3 separate regions of the Rattus norvegicus genome follow, and all the other regions are linked to region 2. A link is a contact called in public Hi-C data. All regions are on one chromosome and are shown on one strand. The core of a region is the stretch at or near the end of the contact, and the rest is flanking DNA. Distances in the headings are between cores, read along the strand shown. Region 1 holds the start of LOC134485690 (CRACD-like protein). Region 2 holds the start of Metap1 (methionyl aminopeptidase 1). Region 3 overlaps Tspan5 (tetraspanin 5).

Region 1 (2,819 bases), core at 141-2,640, 270 kb after region 2:
TCTGAAGACTTAAGCAAATTCCCCTAGAAAGCTACCCTTTCTTCTCTTCCTACAAAACCCTGGTGCCCGTTTCCCTGCACTTGTGCAAAGTGCCCGAAGAATATACACACATAACTGCTAGGTACATGTGCTCCCCCCCCCCCCCCCCCGCCTTCTCAAAGTTTCCTCCCTCTAAGTTCTGTTCTCTCCCAGAGGTTGAAGTGCTCTGTATCTACAAACCCAATTGGCATTTCCCAGAGGAAGACAGTCCTGTATGTAACTCCTGGATCGCTTCCTCAGTTAGAAAGCAGTTATATTCCTTAGACAATATCCATCAACGGTGGGAAGAAGTTCGTGCTCTGGATGAGAACCTGGGTCAGGACTCCTCTGGGCCAGTTCCCCTTTCTCACCTCCATTTGCAGGATGAGGTTCATTTCTTTGGCCGTTGGGAAGAGTGGGTTGGTCTTGGAGGGATTGAGAGTATCCTTTGAGATGCCCACTCCCCAATTCTCTCTTCTTTAACGGCCTAGATCCATCTTGAACACCTCAACAAAGCCCACCCGCGACACTCTACTCTGCTGTTGGGTGGCAAGGCGTCCGCTCTTCCTCATAGTGCAGCAGCAGCAGGAGGAGGAGGAGGTCGGTGTGGTTAGATAGCTAGAGGACCCTGTCTCTGTGTGTCTGTGTGAGCGCGCGTGTGTGTTAGGAGGCGGGCGCTCACCCAGTCCTCATACCCCGAAGCCACTCTCTTTTTAAGGGTCCCTCCAGAGCTGCTGGTGGCCGAGAAAAGGATCCGTAGCTCATCCACCAGGGTCGGTCCTTCTACCCTGGCTCCTCTAAATCAGCGCGCTGAGGGGTGCTCCCTTGTCTCTCCCGGCGGCTAGAGGATCGGGAAGAAGGGGCGGGGAGCAAGGAGGCGAAGAAACAGAGGGACACGCGGACCGCGACAGAGGTGGCGCGGCTGCGTCGTGCGGCCGCCTCTCGGGAGCTCCCGAGCACGAGTCGAGCGCGCGCGCGCCTCGCCGACCCAGGCGCCGGGCGGAGCTGCGGGCCGGGGCGGGCGGAGCGAGCGGCGGGAGGAGCGAGCGGTGGGAGGCGCGCGAGCGGGCGGCGGGCAGCGTCTCCGCCGGCATCTGCGCGGCCGCCTTTGCCCGGAGCCCGGGGACCGAGCGCCGGACCCGCCGCCTGGCGCACGGACGCGGAGCTCCCGCTTTGTGCTCCGCGCCGGTTCGACGAGCATTCCCGGAGGCTGCGGCCACCGCGCCCCGGCGGCCTCGGAGGCCCGCGGCTGGAGGTGCCGGAGCCGCTCGGTCCGCGCGGCTGAGCCCCGCGTGCCCCACTGCTCGCCGGGCTGCTCCGAGCCGCGGTGCTCCGGGGCTCCAAACTCGGGCTGGCGGGGCAAGTGTCTTCATGAACCCAGAGGATGTCCGGGAAGCACTACAAGGGTCCTGAAGTCAGTTGTTGCATCAAATACTTCATTTTTGGCTTCAATGTCATATTTTGGGTAAGTTGGAGCGCTCCTGGGCTTCCAAGTGTTGTGGAGGGTGGGTGGGCGACGGTCCCTCGCCGCGGTCGCTGCCTTTACTTTTCGCCGCCCCCGGGGCGCCTGCCCCAGTCGCGGCGAGAGGCGTCTACCTTCCGCCTTCCCGGCTCGAGCATGGGAGAGAAAAACACTTCATCCTTTCCAGGACCGGGAGGAGGTGAAAAGAGGAACCGAGCCGGGCAGGGGGCAGCCAGGCCTTAGGGTGGCATTTTTCTTTCTTTTCTTTCTTTTTTTTTCGGGGGTGTGTGTGTGGGGCGAATAGCTTGGGTACAGATGGGAGGACGGCTCGGCAGTTTGAGAAACGAGGGAGCACACGGATTAGATTTGCTTCCCGTGGGATCTGGATGTTGGGCAGAGCGTGGTGTCATAATGGGGCAGGCTAATCGGGCAGAGCCGACCCCGAGATCCACCTTCCAGAGCCGATCTGATTGGCCGAGGGCTTGGCTCGGTGTTGCCGCGGCTGGTCTGTGCCGTGCTCAGCGTGTATCTCCTTGCACCATCTCCGGCTTTGTGTAGGATGCAGATGCCGTGGTGTGTGGCTCTGTAATGTGCACGTAAATAACACGTCCTGCATGCTCCTCTCCGGCAGTAAAGCGCTCCCTTTGCATAATGGGCTGGCCAAGTGGGCGTGAGGGGTGGAGGGATTTATTTCTCTGTGTATCCTTGTGGAATAACTAGTCATCAGTCAACATATGTTTCGGCGTGCGTGTGCCTCACGTCTTCCCTCTTTAAAGGGGTGACACACAGCGGGCCGGGTTTTAGGAACCCTCGGAGACATGCAAAGGAGAGAAGGTGTGGAAGACCTGTTTTACTGGCTAAGCAGGTGAGCCGCTGCTTGCACACCGGCTTCAAACCGTGCTCTGCTTGGCACTGCCTTGTGCGGGGCGCCTATTGTAATCAGGTTGGGACCCTACTCTTTTGTTTTGGTTCTTTACTGCGACCTTACAAACGTGTTCAGCAACCAGACAAAGAGTTCTCTAGGACAAGGGGGGAAATGGTTCGTTGGTTGGTTGGTTGGCACTGGTTGGCAGACCATGTTATTTTTCAGCCCACCTCTTCCCATCCGGTCGCCTTCCTCCCTGGCACCCCTCTCTCCGTGGGAGGTAAAGATGGTGGCCGTCCGTGGGGGATATCCCCAAGTTTCTGCGAGGTAAACAAATGATCCAGTGGTCTGAATCCAGAACGTTTTAATCTGGACTCCCCTTAATTGTGGCTGTTTGCCGTAGACACACACAACTGTGAGAATAGTTGTAGATATGCCTATGTTCTGAACCCTCCCCGCCCCCACCTCACTCAC
Region 2 (2,891 bases), core at 369-2,868:
GTGATGGCAGCCAAGGTCAAGGATCATATGCTCTCTAAAAGCAAGACCCACACAACAGTGACGCTCTCTTGCAATGGTTTATCCACAACTGCTGAGGCTTTCAGTCATAGGTTTTACCTTACATTTATTTTTTTCATCTACTTTATATTAGAAAATAGTTGTTTTGCTATTTTCATATAACTATTCTCTCACCACCCTCCTACCCAACCCCCACCCACCCCACCTCAGAGATAGGGTTTCTCAATGGAGCCCTGGCTGTCCTGGAACTTGCTTGTAGAGCAGGCTGGCCTAGAACTCAAGAGATCTGCCTGCCTGCCTCCCAAGTGCTGGGATTAAAGGCATATGTCACTACAGCTGATGACATAATTAGTCTTATTTAACTTTATCTAGATACCAGCATTAAATTGTACTGGAATCCTTTAAAAAAACAAAACGTCATAAATTACAGGGCTACAGTGTCTTCCTTAATTTTATTGTCAGCACAATCTTATAGAATACAGAAGGGAAAGTATCCTCATTCTGTCTGTAAAGAGTAGCACTGGAATTTGGGAAATTAATTTCACTTACTCAAGATCTCAGAAGAGTTAGCATGCCAAAGCCTTTAGACTATTGATTAACTCTCATCTCCCAGGAACCTGTCAGTTTATTGTCAACGTATTTATACGCTTGTCCTCAACAAACTGTAACTAAGAGCATAATAACTATCTACGGCTGCCTTGCCATTATTCTGAGTCTTGAAACACAACGCAACACAAATACCGTTCAATAAACACACACTTCTGTCAGGGCCCCACTCACTGCTGGGTTTGCTCACTTGCACAAAAACTTCCACCTCGGAGCCTTAAAGCACAACCCTTGAGGGAACTGTCCTTTCTACTCCGTAGGAACTTCAGTAATAGAAGAAGTGACTCATCCCTTTACCTTACCAGTTCTCAAATTAATAATCTAAGATGCCAACGGAAAAGAATGAATTACACAGACCCCCCCCCCCCCACGCCTACACTCAAAGTTGCTTAAATGTCAAAGCATGGTAGTAAAACACAAAAGAAGTGAGGCTGAAACTAGCTCTTCCTCTACGGAGGAGACTGCGGCCACCCCGAGGCCCCGGCAGGTCGCTTCCGTCTCCGACAGGGATTGCACAGGCACGGGAGAGAAGCCCCGGGAGCGCGGCCCGCGGCGTCCAGACCCGACCCCGGCTCGGGCGGAGGTCGTGGGCTACCGGTTCCCGCGCGTCCCTACCTGCGCACACACCTGGCCGCCCTCGGGGCCGCGGATGCGTGGCCCGAACCCGCCGCAGGTCAGCTTCCGCCCCCGCGAGCCCCGGCGGCCGGCTCCCGAGGCCCGGGCCGCTCCGAGGCCCAAGCGGGAGGCGACAAGGCCCAGAGGCGGAGGACCGGAGGGGCGCGGGGTGGGCGGCTACCTGCGAGCAGAAGTACGAGCCCTGGATGCCCAGCTTGATGCAGGTGGGACACTGGAGCTTGGCCTCGCTGCTGCAGCCGTCCGTCTCGCACACCCGTGTCTCCACCGCCGCCATGCTGCCTGGCTGCCGGAGGAGGGAGGAACCGCCAAAGGGAGGGGAGAGAGAGAGAGAGAGCGACCCAGCCGGGGGAGGAACTCAGATTGTAGGCCTAAGCGCCGGACCCGGAGGAGTAGGACCCACCCCTACGCAGCGCGCCCCGCCTACTCCGCGCACGCGCGCCCAGCGCCCCGCCCCTAAGCGCGCGCTCACCTGCTGTCCCGCCCCTCCCGTCCAGCCGACCCCCGACAGTCCCGCCCTCTCCGCGCACGCGTAGTGGTGCCCCTCCCGCAGCCTCCCGCAACCTCCCGCAGCCTCTGCCTTCCCCGCACAAAGCCTTGCAGCGGTGGCGATGCCACGTAGGGTCCACGGAGACCCCACACCCCACTTCTGTCCACTGGGCGCCTCGGGAGTGACGACGGGACTCCGACGGTGAAATTCTTGAGCCTTCCGTGTTTCCTTGACTTGCAAGTGGTTGGGAAGGGCGTGGGTTCCTCTGGTTGGTTCACCTGGCGCTTCTTGGAAAGTATTTCCTTTTTCTGAGTTCCGCTTCTCTTTGTCAGTGCCTGCCTCAAAAAGAAAAAAATACTCTCATTCTTAAAAAATCATCAATGGGCCGAGATGGGACTGAAGTCCGCCCTTCCTCGTGCCTTTCTTTCCACACCCGGCCATTGAAATCAGTAATGTAGTAACTGCCAGATTGTTCAATACTAGTGATATATATATATATATGTATATATATACATATATATATATATATATATATATTATAATCTGATTTTATAGTTTGAGAGAATTCTACCAATCAAGAGCTGAGGGGGTTACCCAGGCAGTGCTGGCACATGCCTTAAACCTAGCACTGAGGAAACAGGCAGACAGATCTGAGTTGGAGGCCAGCCTGGTCTACAGAACAAGTTCCTGGATAGCCAGGGTTACCAGGAGAAACCCTGTCTCAAGAACCAAACCAAAAGAGAAATGAAAAGAAATGGGAGAGTAAAAGGCTTTTAGAGTTTATCAGATACAAACATCAATACACAAAATCAGTAGACAACAGAACTACCGTTTTCTATCTTGCGTTTGTGGCTAGAAGAATGCCGTGAATTTTGATGTTGTTGTTGTTATTGTTGTTTTCTAATCTTTCCCACCTTAATAAACCAGAAAAGCTCTTATTTTCTTTAGTAACTTTTGCTGTATAGCCACTGTAAAAACATCTAATAAAAATGTATACATTGAGGAAATTAGTGACTACATATGTGTATATGTTTGAATATGACATGTAACTGAACAAATCCCAGCTTCCTAAACTGTGGCTCTCGACTTCTAAATGTGGAGTCACAGAGTATTTGGGAATAGTAAAGTTTTTGAAAGCCTAACA
Region 3 (2,878 bases), core at 285-2,784, 440 kb after region 2:
TGGACACGCGTGCTCTCGGATTGGCACTTGTGTCTTCTTTATTACCTCATTCTCCAGTGAACTACATCTGGCCAGTTGATTCAGAATCAGGCAAGATCCCCACCCCGTGGCACATACAGTGAAAGCCAAAACACAAGCCCAAGTGAGTTTTAAATTTTAATCACCCTTTATTTTTTACACTCGAGAGTGATTGTAATAAAAGCTGTCATTAATAAACTCGGTTCTACCTTACGTGGGATCTCATTGTCTTACATTTCTGAATCACTTCTCAGAGGCTAGCTATTGTAAAATGCTCTGGAATGGCTCCTTAAAACACAAAAAGGCCTGGGCCAGGGGGACCGCTCATGTTTAGTGTGCCTGAAACTTCACGTTCAATCCCATGTTCCTGAAACCACCATCATTTCCAGAATTTCTAAGGAGGTGAGTCAGGGTGGGGCTCAAGGACTTGCACTGGGGAATTCCTAAGATGCTGATGAGACCACACATTGGTTTTTAGGAACACCGATCAGTCCTGGGAGGGGAACTTGCGGTTGTAGGGGCTAAGTCCTTGAACTGCTAAATGTAGATGGACAAAGCAACCTGCAGGTAGGTTCTCATCTCTGTCTCAAGGGTTGCCCTCTACAGATGCCTCAGGAACTTTACAAAACACAGACTCTGCCATTCTGGGCTCTTTGTGTGTGTGTGTGTGTGTGTGTGTGTGTGTGTGTGTGTGTGTGTGTGTGTGTGTGTGTGTGGTGTGTGGTGTGTATGCTCTATGAACATTGAATACACAGTGGATGTAGATAAAAGTTACAGCTTTTGTAAGAAAGCAATTGCCAGCAATCCCTTGAAACCGTCATGTTAACCCACTGGGAAAAAAACAGCGTAAGCATCTTTGTATTGTCCAGGATACTTTTAGAGACAAATGGAAGGAAAAGCTTCCATTTCATGTAGTACTCGAAGACCACACAGGACAGTGTGTCCCGAGAACTTGAGAAATGCCTCACTTCCCTGGATAGAGAAAACAGAAGTATTTTGATTTTAAAGAAACTTGGTAAACTCAAGATGGGCAAGCCCTGATGATGACTCTTCTTATCTGATGGTCTGGGGCCTGGTTAGTCCCTCCATGCTCTGGCCAGCAGTGGAGAGGTTATAGTTACAAAGATGCTTTGTTTATAAGGCTCAGAACTAGCAGACGTTTTGTCCTTGGGAAGAGCATGAACTTTGGGGAAGGTTACTAATTTATTATTTTTTAATTTCCATTGTTCATTGATTCCCACAAAGATTGCCTCATAATATATATTTAAAACTGACTGTTCATAAAAAGAATAGTAAAGGCCAGAACTTCTCATCAGAGAGTGGATGAAACCCATCTCTTTCCCTAGGGGATAACACCCTTTACATTTCTTTGGGCTTGCTTCTTGCCCCAGGTCCCAGGCTGCCTCCCCTCCAGCAGTTTCTTAGAAGTGACTGAGCAAGCTTTCACTTCTTTGGAAAAGCATTTGACCACTGGGGGCTGGGGTTTGTGTGGGCAGGAACGGAATCACTTTGCAGTGTGGCTCTCCCAGCGCCTGTTTCCGGCTCTCTTGGAGAAGAGCCCTGGGAAGCGGGTGGGCCGGACAATGAGGGTCGGAGCCCAGTGACCTGGCAGGCCCTCTTCAGCAAGCTTTGCCATTTGTACTTTGGTGCTTGTTCCGTCTCTTGGGAAATCTGTGCAGACCTCCGAGGAAGGACTGGGAACCTCTCCATAAACACTGGCTACGGTGGCCAGCACGCCAGGGCAGAGTGAGACGCTGTCCACACTCAGCAAATGGAAAGTAAATACAGCAAATGTAGCTGTAGGCGGGGCTGAGTTGTGACTCTAGTGGAAACACGACTAGGGGCACAGTAGTCAGACGTTCCTGGGTTTGGACACAGGAAGCAGGGAACAGAAACTAAACTCTGAAGGTACCAAAGCCATCTTTAATGTTCCCTTAGCCGTTTGTTTGTTTGTTTGTTTGTTTGTTTGTTTGTTATTTGAAAGACTGGCCATAGCAGCAGAATCTATCACAGTGTGGCGTTTTAGGACATTCTCCGTTTGCGGAATTAACTGGTTCCCCCTGGAGGCTTGCTGCTTCCTTATAAACTTGCCCCAAAGTTGATCTGTCCGCTCCCAGTTTGCCTGAGCCGGACACCCTGGTCTTTCACCCCTCGAAACGAGGACTAAAGTAAATGTACTTTAAAAACTAAAAGAGCCGTCGAAGCCATGGTTTTACATGGCATGCATGAATTTCACAAAGAACCAGGGTCCAGCAAAACAAGCTACCCATGTGGGCCTCTTCTCCCAGAGCTTGTGCGCCCATTAGAACGGGAAAGTTTTAGTAGCCTGCCCTCTAGTGTCAGCCATGAAGAAGCACAGCTGGCTGCTGCTGGAAGGGAGGTTCCTTGCAGATCCAAGCTGTGCTCCAGTGTTGGGAAATGGATTTGGGCTGAGGGCAGGTGCTTAGCGAGCGAGCAAGTGAGCGAGGGTAGGTGCGTTCCTACTTCCCAGTCCTGAAAGCTGGATCTCATTCTGGGAACCCAGGAACGGAACATCTTGTTCCCTTCAATATCTAAGCGCCGATCTTGCCACTAGCGTTTTATCACCTTGTTGCAGCAGGGTTTGGCAGGCCTGGTGGGAGCTGGCCCTGCCCTCCTGTAGGGTCTCAGATGCAGTTTCTAGATGATGCCCTCTGCCGCCAAGTGTTCGTCGGCCACTGTGGGGGTGCTATGTCTTCCAGGCACCTATCCTGGGGGAGGCGGCATGATAAGCTGCACTCCCTCTCCCAAGACACAGAACTTGAGGATTTTGTGTGAGCCAAGACCCAGGTCCTAAATTGCACCTCAGGTCTTCAACACTAAGTGCACAGGACAAAGGGAA

The links. A called contact is a pair of places that touch in the nucleus more often than the background predicts.
Region 1: a contact with region 2 is called in a Hi-C map of frontal cortex, with 1.9 times the contacts expected there. The contact joins the promoter of LOC134485690 here to the promoter of Metap1 in region 2. A contact is called at or near these places in 2 of 12 Hi-C or Micro-C datasets (Schwann cells and frontal cortex).
Region 3: a Hi-C map of frontal cortex shows a contact between it and region 2, with 4 times the contacts expected there. The contact joins the enhancer-like site here to the promoter of Metap1 in region 2. A contact is called at or near these places in 6 of 12 Hi-C or Micro-C datasets (the A7r5 cell line, Schwann cells, frontal cortex and 3 more).

What each region holds. Positions count from the first base shown.
Region 1 is chr2:229,966,179-229,968,997 of GRCr8, forward strand. LOC134485690 (CRACD-like protein) reads right to left here and starts at 1,391. Exons shown (of 3, transcript XM_063282750.1): 1 at 390-1,391. The coding sequence starts at 1,391. The coding sequence ends at 816. Tspan5 (tetraspanin 5) reads left to right here and starts at 1,398. Exons shown (of 8, transcript NM_001004090.2): 1 at 1,398-1,483. The coding sequence starts at 1,403.
Region 2 is chr2:229,696,112-229,699,002 of GRCr8, forward strand. Metap1 (methionyl aminopeptidase 1) reads right to left here and starts at 1,619. Exons shown (of 11, transcript NM_001106476.1): 1 at 1,421-1,619. The coding sequence starts at 1,534.
Region 3 is chr2:230,138,782-230,141,659 of GRCr8, forward strand. Tspan5 (tetraspanin 5) reads left to right here. Exons shown (of 8, transcript NM_001004090.2): 8 at 1-231. Among named protein-coding and RNA genes, the nearest start is that of Tspan5, 170 kb to the left of the region's middle. Within about 2 kb of position 1,535, at least 54 of the 93 cell types and tissues checked have an H3K27ac peak or open chromatin away from gene starts, as enhancers often do. A contact at or near this core is called in the A7r5 cell line, Schwann cells and liver, where this site is marked.